Regions from separate parts of the Hordeum vulgare genome. Here all the other regions are linked to region 2. A link is a contact called in public Hi-C data. All regions are on one chromosome and are shown on one strand. Each heading gives the region's core, a stretch centred on a gene start, on an enhancer-like site or on the middle of the called end of the contact. The rest is flanking DNA. Distances are from core to core; before and after follow the strand shown. Region 1 holds the start of LOC123398233 (two pore potassium channel c-like). Region 2 holds the start of LOC123396356 (transcription initiation factor TFIID subunit 15). Region 3 holds the start of LOC123452608 (myb family transcription factor PHL7-like).

The links. A called contact is a pair of places that touch in the nucleus more often than the background predicts.
Region 1: a Hi-C map of seedling shows a contact between it and region 2, with 4 times the contacts expected there. The contact joins the promoter of LOC123398233 here to the promoter of LOC123396356 in region 2. A contact is called at or near these places in 1 of 6 Hi-C or Micro-C datasets (seedling) and 1 of 1 datasets of contacts at active chromatin or transcription factors (embryo).
Region 3: a Hi-C map of leaf shows a contact between it and region 2, with 4 times the contacts expected there. The contact joins the promoter of LOC123452608 here to the promoter of LOC123396356 in region 2. A contact is called at or near these places in 2 of 6 Hi-C or Micro-C datasets (leaf and seedling).

Annotation. Positions count from the first base shown.
Region 1 is chr5H:381,893,711-381,898,031 of MorexV3_pseudomolecules_assembly, reverse strand. LOC123398233 (two pore potassium channel c-like) reads left to right here and starts at 2,718. Exons shown (of 2, transcript XM_045092727.1): 1 at 2,718-4,130. The coding sequence starts at 2,953.
Region 2 is chr5H:382,229,887-382,233,866 of MorexV3_pseudomolecules_assembly, reverse strand. It overlaps LOC123396356 (transcription initiation factor TFIID subunit 15), which reads left to right and starts at 2,045. Exons shown (of 8, transcript XM_045091310.1): 1 at 2,045-2,196; 2 at 3,080-3,196; 3 at 3,317-3,654; 4 at 3,750-3,947. The coding sequence starts at 3,080.
Region 3 is chr5H:381,847,491-381,851,445 of MorexV3_pseudomolecules_assembly, reverse strand. It overlaps LOC123452608 (myb family transcription factor PHL7-like), which reads right to left and starts at 1,302. Exons shown (of 7, transcript XM_045129288.1): 1 at 1,055-1,302.

The DNA.
Region 1 (4,321 bases), core at 1,469-3,968, 340 kb after region 2:
TTTTTGCCTTTTTTAAATGCCCTTTTCAGTCTTTACAAAATGAGGTACATAAATTATCATTAGACTATGATGATATTATAAAATATACTAGCGCACTTTTATAATTTGACTCTTAATTTTATACCTATCTTCTCCGCCTTTGTTGTCGCATGTGCCGGACACTAAAGTATTCTTCATCGTAGCTGTCAATGCAAATTTCAACTTTATTTTTCACCAATTTGTCTCTAGATTTTCTCTCAAGCTCCATCTTCCATGAACCTTGTCTACGTGTCTAAACCATCTTCTCCCTGACACATATTTTAGCTAGAGCATGTCTCATGTGCCTCCTGTGACGTGACGATACCAAATATCATACACTTTTATCTTTGCATCACGTAAACCGGTTAGCAAAGGCGGTATAAACGCATTTGGCAGCATACAGAATGAGTCACTTATTCCACAAGAGACGCTAGTTTCTTTGGACGACATTTATGTTGGTTCGTGGACTCTAGCGAACAACTCGATGCGAGGAGGTGAAGAAATCTGGATACACGCTGGGCACGTAGATGAAGTGTATTTCATGCCACAACCGCGTGACACTACAAAGGTGTAGATATGATATTGTACCGAACTTAAACCGTTCCGCTCCACGTTTGCATGATATATCCTTCATCGCAATCCATGAAGCATAGACAATGGCTCTAAAAAACTTTTATGTGCTTTTGTTTCCTTTTAATAAATAATCCTTTTCGCTCTTGATCTACATTTTGTTTTGATTAATCGTAATTTGCACCATGCGGTTTTAGGTCATCAACAATTAATGGTCAACGGAAATCATATATACAATTGTTTGTGGAGAAACACAGTCGGCAACATGTGGGACAATTCCTCAACAGTTGCTTACGCACTCAATCTAACAACTTCTATGGTCACAAACCCAAACCTATTTGACCTTGACAGAGACAAAAGATGAAATGAGATGTGCCCTCTCATCTCATTCGTCCGTTCCCTATTCCGCTCACATGCTATAATTGCGTTGTATCATCGATCCATCGCCCACCGCTCATGAGATCGTCCATTCTAAACTTACCTGGTCATTGTTTTTTGTGCTTAATTTATCAAACCAGTGCGGTGGAAATGATCCGAGCGCTTAGAATATACGTGCATATTATTTTTGCAACAAAAATGTTTAAGTATGCTGCCAAGTAGACATTTTGACAGTGTCGACAATTATTAAAAAAAGGAAGAAGAAATTAACCTTATTTTAACCCATTTTCGTATTATTTTCACTACATATCTTTTACCCTTCATTATTTTTCCTTCATCTTCTGCCTTTTTTAAAAGCCCTTTTCAGTCTTTACGAATTGAGGTACATAAATTGTCATTAGTTTATGATGATACTATAAAAGATACTACCGCACTTTTATGATTTGACTCTTTTACCCTCTCTTATTCGCCTTTGTTGCCGCCTTTGCCAGATGATGAAGTATTCTTCATCCCATCCCTAGCGGTTAATGCAAATGTCAACTTTATTTTTCCTCTATTCGTTTCCATATTTTCTCTCAAGCTCTACCTTCCATGTACCTTGCCTATGTGTCTGAACCATCTTCTCCCTGACACATGTTCGAGCTATGGAGCATGTCTAACATGTATCATGATGAAGTATTCTTCATCCCATCCCTAGCGGTTAATGCAAATGTCAACTTTATTTTTCCTCTATTCGTTTCCATATTTTCTCTCAAGCTCTATCTTCCATGTACCTTGCCTATGTGTCTGAACCATCTCCTCCCTGACACATGTTCGAGCTAAGGAGCATGTCTAACGTGTATCCCGCGACGTAACGATATCAAACATCTCACGCTTTTATCTTTGTGTCACGTAAAACGGTTAGCAAAGGCGGCATAAACACATTTGGTAGCGTACTGAATCACCAAGTAGGAAAACCTATTCCGCAAGAGACGCTAGTTTCTTTCGACGGCATTTGTGTTGGTTCACATGGCATCTAGCGAGCAACTCGACGCGAGGAGATGGAGAAACCTGGATACGCGCTTGGCACGTAGATGAAGTGTCTTTCATGCTAGGACCGCGTGACGCTGCAAAGGCGTAGAAGTGATATTGTACCGAACTTAAACCTCAGCTCCACGTCTGCATGATATATCCTTCATCGCAATACGTGAAGTATAGACGATGGCTTTTGAAAACTTTTTATGTTTTTGTTTGCTTTTAATAAAGAATCGCGTTTGCTCTTGATCTACATTTTATTTCGGTTTATCCTAGTTTGCACTATCAATTTTTGATCATCAACGATGGGCAATACTCCTCCTGTTTTAAAATATAAGTATTTTAATTTTATATTAGTTTTAATACAAAATTGCGTGAAGCTTAAAGATATTTATTTTAGATGGAGGGAGTATGAAATTGTTTGTCGGGAAACACAGTCGGCGGCGTGTGGGACAACTCCTCAACAGTTGCTTACACACTCAATCCAACGGCTTGTATGGTCACAAACCCAAACCTAGTTGGCTAGTTGACGGTGACAGAGACAAAAGAGATGAGATGAGATGTGCCCTGCTATAATTGCGTTGCATCATCGATCCGTCTCCCGCCGCTCACGAGATCGACCGTCCGTAAACAAATCAACCGATCTCATTTTAATTAACAATAATAAGCCCGAGAAACGAGACAAAATTAGCCCGTAAGAAATATAGGCATCGCCGTCGTCAAGTGGCCATCGCCAACGTCCCGCAGCCTCCGCCTCCGCCTCCCTCCTTCCCTCCTCCTCCTCCTCCTCCTCCTCCTCATTCGACCTTCAATCACCTCATCCCCACCGGCGACCCCGAGGATAAGAACCCGAGTCGCGCCTCGCTCAAAATCCCGACGAATCTCGGGCCGCATCGAGGAATCCCCGAGGGTATTCATCAAGAATCCAACCAAGAAACCCCCCCGCCCGGCCCCGGTCGGTGGTCTCCGGCCATGGACACGGACCCGCTGCTCCCGACCACGGCGCCGCAGCTGCTCCACCCGCTGCCGGAGCACGCGCCGGTCTCCAACTTCGACGCCGCGCCGCCGCCCTCCCCGGCCTCCTCCTACAAGGACCGCCTCATCTTCGGGCCCCACCACCCGCCGCCGCCGCCGCCGCCCCCTCCCCCTCCCCCGCCGTCGGGGCACCACCACTACCGCCGCATCTCCGTCGGCCACGCGGACCCGTTCCGCGACTACGACCACCCGTCCTGCTCCTCCTCCCCTCCCTCCGACGAGGAGGCCCCGCCCCAGCCCACCACGCCCTCGCTCTTCAATCTCATCAGCGGCCGCACCAACCTCCACCGCTCCCGCACCGCGCCCGCCATGGCGCCGCTCAGCGCCGCCGTCCTCGCCGCCTCCGCCGAGGCCGACCACCACAACCCGCCACCGCCGCCGCGGAGGCCGGCCATCGTGCTGCACGCCTTCCTCTTCTTGCTCGCCTACCTCGCCCTCGGCGTCACCTTCTACGCCGCCTTCCCGGCCAACTTCACCTCCTCCGCCGGGCCCACCCACCCCGTCGTCGACGCCCTCTACTTCTGCATCGTCACGCTCTGCACAATCGGCTACGGGGACATCACCCCGGCCAGCCCTGCCGCCAAGCTCTTCGCCATATCCTTCGTCCTCATCGGCTTCGGCTTCGTCGACATCCTCCTCTCCGGCATGGTGTCCTATGTGCTCGACCTCCAGGAGCACCTCCTCATCACCGCAATCAAGAACCCCCGCTCTGCACGCAAGCACAGGCACAACTACATCTTTGACATCAAGAAGGGCCGAATGCGCGTCCGCATGAAGGTCGCCCTTGCCCTTGGTGTGGTGGCCATCTGCGTCGGCGTTGGGGCCACCGTGCTCAGGAAGGTGGAGAGCATGGGCTGGCTTGATGCCGTTTACCTTGCAGTGATGTCGGTGACCACGGTCGGGTACGGCGATCACGCGTTCAGGACGCTGCATGGACGCCTTTTTGCCTCTGCGTGGCTTCTTGTGTCCACGCTAGCCGTGGCACGGGCATTCCTCTACTTGGCGGAGATGAGGATCGACAAGAGGCACCGTGCAATGGCCAACTGGGTGCTCTCCAGAGACATGACCGTGTCAGAGTTTCTCGCTGCAGATATCGACAACAATGGCTATGTCACGTAAGTTATCGCAGCACTAAACCTTATTTTCATGCCTGCATTGACCAATTCGTGTATGGAACTTTGTGTTGAATACCATTCACCAATTTGGCATGTACAACGATTTTGAAAGTACTATGTCCCTGCAGACTTAACTCGCGGACATTAAGCAACATGTGTGCTGGTTGGAGACCAGCACATCATTGACATTA
Region 2 (3,980 bases), core at 796-3,295:
ACAGGTGGTGAAGAACTTCTTAAGTGATGGCTGAAGTACAAACCGAACTCCAGTTTTACTTTCTAAAAAAAACTGCTTTACATGTTCATTATCTCCCTGCTCACTTCCTATTAACTGTTGCCGAAACTCTTTCTTTTCTGGAATTGTATGGCCAGAAGATGAACAATGATGCATAGAACACTGAATATGCTAATTGAACTGTGAGTAGATGTAGGTACGCACATGCATCCATGCATACCCCAAGTTAAAACGTAAGTCATTAGTCTTTTTTTACACATCAATCTACGCATCTAGGTTCTTCATCAGGGTTGATTGCAAGTTGCAGCAATTTTGAGAACTGAAGATTCAATTGAAAGTACAGGAACATACATAGAACTGAGAGGGAAATAAGAATCTGAAGAGCAATCAGAAGTATCACCAATTTTTCAAAAAAAAAAACTAAAACACGGGCTTATATCGCTGATTAACTTTCAAGAGGCGACATACCTTTGGTGTAGCCGCCTCAGGGATGGACGGCTCGACGGATGATTTTCCTTCGCCGGCGACATTGGGCGTTACTCTGGAAGTTGCAATGCGGCGAGATTTGATGGAGATTCTGATCGAGGCCCGGTCGGATCTGGCCGTGGTGGATCCATTTTCGGTGGATTTGGCGTGGACGCTGTCAGATCTGGCGAGATTGAGGGCCGGCGGCGCCATGGCCCTCCTGGAGGTCCCTGTTCAGCGAGAAAGAGGGAGAGATGCGAGAAGATTGAGAGGAAGGAGGAGAAGGGAGAGGGGCGAGGCGCCAGAGCGGCCGGAGGTCCGACGGGGCGTGGCGGCGGTGTGGGGTCACCGGTGAGGAGGCTTGCGGGCGCGAGGGGAGCTCGATCAGGAGGGAGCTGCACGCGGCGGTGCGGTCCGGTTCGGGCAGAGACGGGTTACAAGTTTTTTTTATAAAAGTGAAACGTTTTTTCTGAATCAACTAAAGTAGGGACTGCGGGTTGATTTGTCAAAAATAGGAGGAGTTTTTTTGTAAAAACATCATGGCGTACGACAGAAGCATTAACTGATTTATTATTATTAAAGGAGAGATAAACATTAGTCTTTTTCTTGAGACAAACTCGTTAAACTTTATTCAACCGTCACGAAATTTACAAAGATGAAACCAAGATTTTCCGGCTGGCCTAACCAACGTTAAAACATGCTTCGCAAGTCTGTTAGCCTTTATATTCGAGGTTCTAGATTCATGGTTAATCAAAAAGAAAAAAAAGACTCTGGATTGTTCTACTAATTCATGTGCTACAACCTCATACAATGCATCATTTCAGATTTGATAGCCTCCGCGACCACTTCGCAATCATAAGCAACACCATATTTTTGCAAGTAAAAATCATCTCAAAGCGCTAGTGCTTCATGGACCGACAACGTCTCCAGTATCTCGGGATCATCAATATTTCCACAAACCATCGTCGATGCCATTGAAAGGCGCATCTATCGTTCTGAGAAATCACTGCAACCATCCCAAAACCTTCATGTCGCGCTACTGATGCATCAACGTTCAGCTTTGCGTGTTGGTCTGGAGGTGGGCTCCAAGTCGTCGGTCTAGTAGCTGGTAATGAACGAGCTGCCTCCAGCTTCTTCAACAGTTGTTCTCTCTGAGCCAGCTACGAGTATGTGGTTCGACAGAGGACTTCTATGCATTCACGATCTCTTGTCAAAGGATTGTAACACTATAGTAATGGAATAAACTATTGTTGATCTTATTTCTTTTTGCAAGATTGATAAATAGCTAAAATAAAACCATGTGCGGCGTGGGGTGTTTGAAAAACCATCTGGTCTGCCCGGCGAAAGGTGATACATGAAGGATTTTAAAAAAAAATATTCGTTTTTTTTGTGAGTCTTATGGGATCCAGGGGTTACAAATCACCGGTCCAACCGAATTTGGCCCATTTCTTTTCAACCCAGCTGACAAACGTTGACAGCCCAGAAGCCCAGCATCTCAGCCTGCCCTGCCCTCGCCCTAATTGCGTGTGCCCATCGCCCACGAAACGCCATCCCCAAGCACGCAGTGAGCGCTGAGATCCGCCCAAACCTAGCGCCGTCGCGGCTTCTCAACCACGCGGCCGCCGCCGCGTTCCCGTCGGCAGAGCACGAGGCGCGCGGTCCTCCGCGCACGCCTTCGATCCGCGCCGTCAACCTCGGCGCATCCCGGACTAGGTAAAGCCTCGCCGCCCCCTCTCGCTCGCCGCGGTTTGTCGCCCGGTGAGGGAATTCAAGGGATTTCTGCTTCAGCGACGGGGGTTTAGTTACGTTCTATAGACTATGTGCTCAACACTCACATGCGTGACCCGTTGGATTTCTCACGCTGGTAAAAAATATCGTTGAGGACCTCGACTCTGATCCAGTTGTCAAACACGGTGTTCTGGTGCTCTCTGTCAGCCTTGTCATCTGTTTGTTGTTTGAATGTTGCGCTAGATTTTGGGCTGTGTTTTGGGCCCATCATTTGTACGGTTGGTTAAATATATCTGCAATTGTCGTTGTATTACGTGTGATAAGTAGACATGTCAAATTGGTAGCTCTTCATGTGCATCCAGCTTGGTGATGGAATATGCATCCTCTCCAAGTTTTCTGCTAAAATGCAGTAACATCACAAATTAACATGTGATGTGTCAATTTTTGCAACTAAGAATGCCATCAGGTTTACCTATTGCATGCGATGCAGCCCCTGAATTAAACAATGATGTAAGGTTGTTCATATCTCATCCACTTAACTTCACCATGCTGAACCAGTGACTTAGCATTATGGGCACTCCCTCCGATCCATATTAGTTGTCGCTCAAACAGATGTATCATAGACGTATTTCAGTGCTAGATACATCCGTTTCAGCGACTCGGAGGGAGTAACTTTCTTGTAAGCTTATGATATGTTAATAATCCATGGTGTATCCCCCTTTTTATCTTCTTCCTGTTTACTACCTGGCCTGCTCTGTTCTTCTCGTTGCTATTTTTGCCATTTGCACTTTTGTGCTTGTGATATTGTTTCAAAAACATGCTTTGAGGAATTGCACTAATCATCCACATCTGACCTTTGTGTTAACAGATGGCTGGATATATGTCTCGCGGACCCCCAAATGGCTCTATTTATGTATGCAATCTGCCTCCTGGAACTGATGAGACCATGTTGGCTGAATATTTTGGCACCATAGGGTTGCTAAAGGTATGGGTCTTACCAGGTAACATTTTCGCAACCACATGCAAGTTCTTGAATGGTCTTGTAAGCGCTTGTTAATTCCATGTCATGATATATTTGTCATTTCTTGTTCTCGTATCTCATCAGAAGGACAAAAGGACTGGCCACCCAAAGATTTGGATATACAGGGACAAAGTTACAAATGAACCAAAGGGTGATGCAACAGTCACCTATGAAGATCCCCATGCTGCTTCAGCTGCTGTGGAATGGTTCAACAATAAGGATTTCCATGGAAGCATCATCCAGGTTCACATAGCTGAGTCAAAAAACAAAGACACAGTTGATAACTTCACCAATGTGAGCGTCGATGCTGAGATTGTTGGACAAGATGAATTGGATAACGGGTCAGGCAGGGGTAGAGGACGTGGTGATGGTCCAGCAAAAGCTTGGCAGCAAGATGGAGATTGGATGTGTCCAAATACAAGGTCTGTTACGATTGGTGAGCAACTTCTCTTTTGTTGCTAATTAGTATGGCCTTTACTATGTACTCTATCCTTTCTTATATGATTTCTTCTTTCAGCTGTGGCAATGTAAATTTTGCCTTCCGTGGTGTGTGTAATCGTTGTGGAGCCTCTCGCCCTGCTGGTGTTAGTGGATCAGGTGGTGGTGGTGGTAGGGGTAGAGGCCGTGGTAGTGATGATGCAAGAGGCAGTCGTGCTGCTGCTGCTGTTGGTGGTCCTCCTGGGCTGTTTGGTCCTAATGATTGGCCATGTACGATGTAAGAACATCTAAATATTTTTTATTCCATTGC
Region 3 (3,955 bases), core at 53-2,552, 380 kb after region 2:
CGGAGAGTGTTTAATTCAATTTAGTAGATAAGAGTTGAGAGCGCTAACAGACCACAAAGATGCCATTTGCCCATAGCAACAAACTCAAATTCTCATATTCTACCAAGAATGCTAGAGTGAACAGCCATTTTCTGTTTTCATCGGCGCTAATGCCTTTATCCCATCATTCCACTGGTCGTTCTATTTACAAGGCAGGTCAATGAAATCATGCGAGTCACAGAGGCAACACAAACTGATATTGGAATACTTGTACCCACAGCTGGGACCGCGCACCATCGCGTGCTCATGCTTGCGGCCCTGGATCAGCTCAGGTAGGTCAATTTCATGGCCACTAAGCAAGACAAAACAGCACGGATACAAATAGGTGAGGTGGTGGCTCAAAATGAGCCATTCTAGTCATCCAGACGGCCATCAATTGTGAATAATCTAATAGAATTGAGTACCTCCCCCCGTTATGGACCAAAGGGGCTGATATTTTCAAAGAAACCTCTAGCCAACGTTCCAACAAAAGTTTTTATTTCTCAACGCCAATTCATCGTTCTTTTTGCGAAAGAAACGCCAATTCATCCTACTAATGCTAATACAGAAAAACGATAGCTCCAGGAGTTTCTGTGTTCTCAACTCCTCCTATGTAGAGGAGTTTGCCACCTCATCCAAAATACAGCCCTGGCGATGGTTGTTTGTGATCCCGACCTCTTATTCTCTCATTAGAAACAACTGGCCAGCGAGACAAAATATGTATTCCATGGAAGCTCACACTTTTATCAGGGCAAGAAGATGAGCAACCCCCAACATAACTAACAGCTGCTGATTGCCAAACATAGCAGGTTGTCGTCAGGGGCTACGATGCCCCAAGAACCTGATGGAAAACCATATGCCAGCCACCCCCCAGAGGAGGCGGGCCCACCGTGGTCAGCCTCGTGAGGGCTCTTCTCCGACCACCCATGGAAACTACTACTTGGGTCAAGCAAGAGGGGGGAAACGAGGCAGGTAAAATCCGTGAATCCTCCCCGCGGCCAAAACGAATTGAAGAAGAAATTCGAGGATTTCTCACCTGCCAGGGTCGACGAGCCGGCGGAATTCGCGGCGGGAGGCTCGAACGGGGGGACTGGGGACGGCCGGAGTGCAGCTCGGGCGGCAAGATCGGAACTTGGCGCGGCGGTGTGGACTGGTTGTGAGGGAAGATTCGTGGGTTGGCGATTTCGTGGCTTCCGGCGAGCAGTGGAGAGAGAATTCCACGAGATTCGCCTCCCACCTTCTCTCCCTCTGTGCTACCGGCTCGGAAGGACCAGATTGCAGCCCAAACCTGCCCAAGACAAACTGGTTTGGTTTGCACCTATTTTCAATTAGGTCCTTGTCTTACCAAGTTTTGTGTAAGGCACCCTACAATCCATAGACTGCTGCATTATTATGTATTTCTACATCCCAAAATCTTTTCTCAAATGTGAACCGAGCGTAACCCACATGGTTACCAATCTATCAAGGTTCAACATAAGATGTTGTGTCGGCTTAATATCTTTGAAATGCTCATATAACTAGAGTATGAGTGTGTGTACGTGTGTTGTGTGTACATGAGCATTTACGATTTTATTGTAGTTTATCTCACAAAGTGACTAGTTGGTGTACTTGGTACGAGTAGTAGTTATTTGTCAACGCTCCTAGCACGGACATGTACAAATACTTTATACAATAACTGTGTGTAAAATCTTTATATGTCATCTGCAGACGATGGCAAAGGCGGCAATCTCGCGAGATTTGGCTTCTGTCACACCCTGAATTTTGCAACTTCAAATTACACGCGTGTTGAAGTTGAAAAAAGCTTCACGCTCAATATTATTTTGTGACCACGCATCTGCCCTACTTCAGTAAAAATTCTTCCTCCTGCCACTATCTACCGATAGTGATATAAACAACCCATACAATAACCTGTCTATAAATAGTCTAATTTCAGCCATAACAAATTGTGAGAGGGGAATTACAGACATCATCAACACAACAACAAAATCATTGCATGTTACAAACTGTGTTAGATTTACAAACATATTGTTTCTCTCTTCCCTTCATTTGTCTTACACATCATCGAAAATCATGTGTGGCAAATGTAAAAAATGACTGTCTAGATATCATTACCTCCATTTCAAATTACTTGTCTTAAATTTATCTAGATACAGATGTATTTAACACTAAAATGTGCCAAGATATATTTGTATCTGGAGTTCTAGACAAATTTGAACAAGTAATTCGGGTCGAGGGAGTACTAAGCTATGGCATCTACGATCTCCTCAGATTTGACTCTATAAATATCCACAAGTGTGTCCGTACAATGTCGGTTTTAAGCCATCATTTATGTAAAAGAAAGTCAATCACATACATGTGATTGGTGGGGATGAAAAGATATAGAATAAACAAAAGAGCAAAGGTGGTTTCGGGTAGGTCATGTTCGTGAGTCCTCATATCCTTCTCATATATGAGCTGGATATGAGATTTTGCTCATAACCCGGACAAATGGGACAAAGTGAAAGGGTCCAATTGGTCACATTTTCTCTTCTCTTTCTTGTCTAAGCGGTGATCAGGCTATCATGTCGACCTATAAAGAGGATATGAGGGACCGGTTTGTAGAAAGAGAGGAAAAGACTTGACAAACATTGATCACTAATTTTAGGAAAGCAACAAGTGTGTAAACGGCGAATCTTGAGACAAACTAATTATTGACTTGATTTGAAAAAAAAGCGATCTACGCACGCAACATGTCCGCCTCCTCCACCTAGCCGTCATCGACACTCGGGTTTCTTGTGCCTCCCGTTGGCGCCACTGCCGGTTTGCCTTGTTCTCTATGGACTTAGGGCCATGGAGGCGTGGTGAATCCCGGCCTTTGCCGAGGGGTGGCTTCGTATTTTGATTTTTTTAGTATTGCAGGGGTTTATGTTCTACTTAGAGAGGCGAGTCGGTAGCGGTTCTCTAAAGATGGAATAAGGTTCTTCCCGTCTAGCCCCCATTCCAGTAGTGCATCTAACATCATTAGGAGGGCGTGTGGAGGTTTGTCTCCGGCTGGTCTCATGGGATTCGGTTGGCGTTTGTCTTCGATGGATCCACGTGGATCAGGTCTTCGTTCGTCAGTGGTTGTGTGTCTATAGGTTAGATCTTTTTAACCCACGCTTCTCTTCATTGGCGGTGCTTGTTGTTCTCGTGCGCTGGTCATGTAAGGTTTTATCACGATGACTTTTCGATTGTCTATTGCATGGGCATGATGCTTAGGGACAACATGGGTAATATCATTTTCTCGACCTCTATGAAATTGTTTTTGTGCAGATATGGTCTTCAAGGGAGCTACATGCATGCACAGAGGGTCTCTCCTTTTCCTTGCAAAGAAGTGATCTTCCAATATCCATTGAGATTGACTGAATTATGACAGTAAAGCTAATTCAGGCTACAAAAGTTGATAGATCAGATTATTCTTTGCTAGTTACAGAAATTAGACATCTTTCAAGTCTTCATGAATCCCGTATTACTCGTATTCCTCGATCCTAAAAATAGGGTTAGTGACAGTTTAACTAAATCCGCTCGTCCCGAAAGTAGAACCATGGCATGGTTAGGTTTGGTCCTCAGGAAACTGACCAACTAGCTAGTTGTTGAAGATTATAATTCTATGAGGTGAGTAATACAATTTTCACCTGCAAAAAAGAACAAGGTTTGTCCGTCTTCAATGAGGAAGGAGTGATGACGACGATGTGCCTTCGACTCGTTTTAGTATTTGAAGTCGTTGCTTGGTGGTCGTTTTTCCGAGAAAACTTTCAATCTATTCATCTTCAATCATGACAGTGCAACGAATACCAACAATAATAAGAATTGCATTCGCTATGCTGTCTATGTACCTAGATGTAGTTTTTTACTTATGGTGTTTTTTGTACTATCTCGACAGTCGATGAAAACTCCTTGTGTACCTAAATAATTGTGG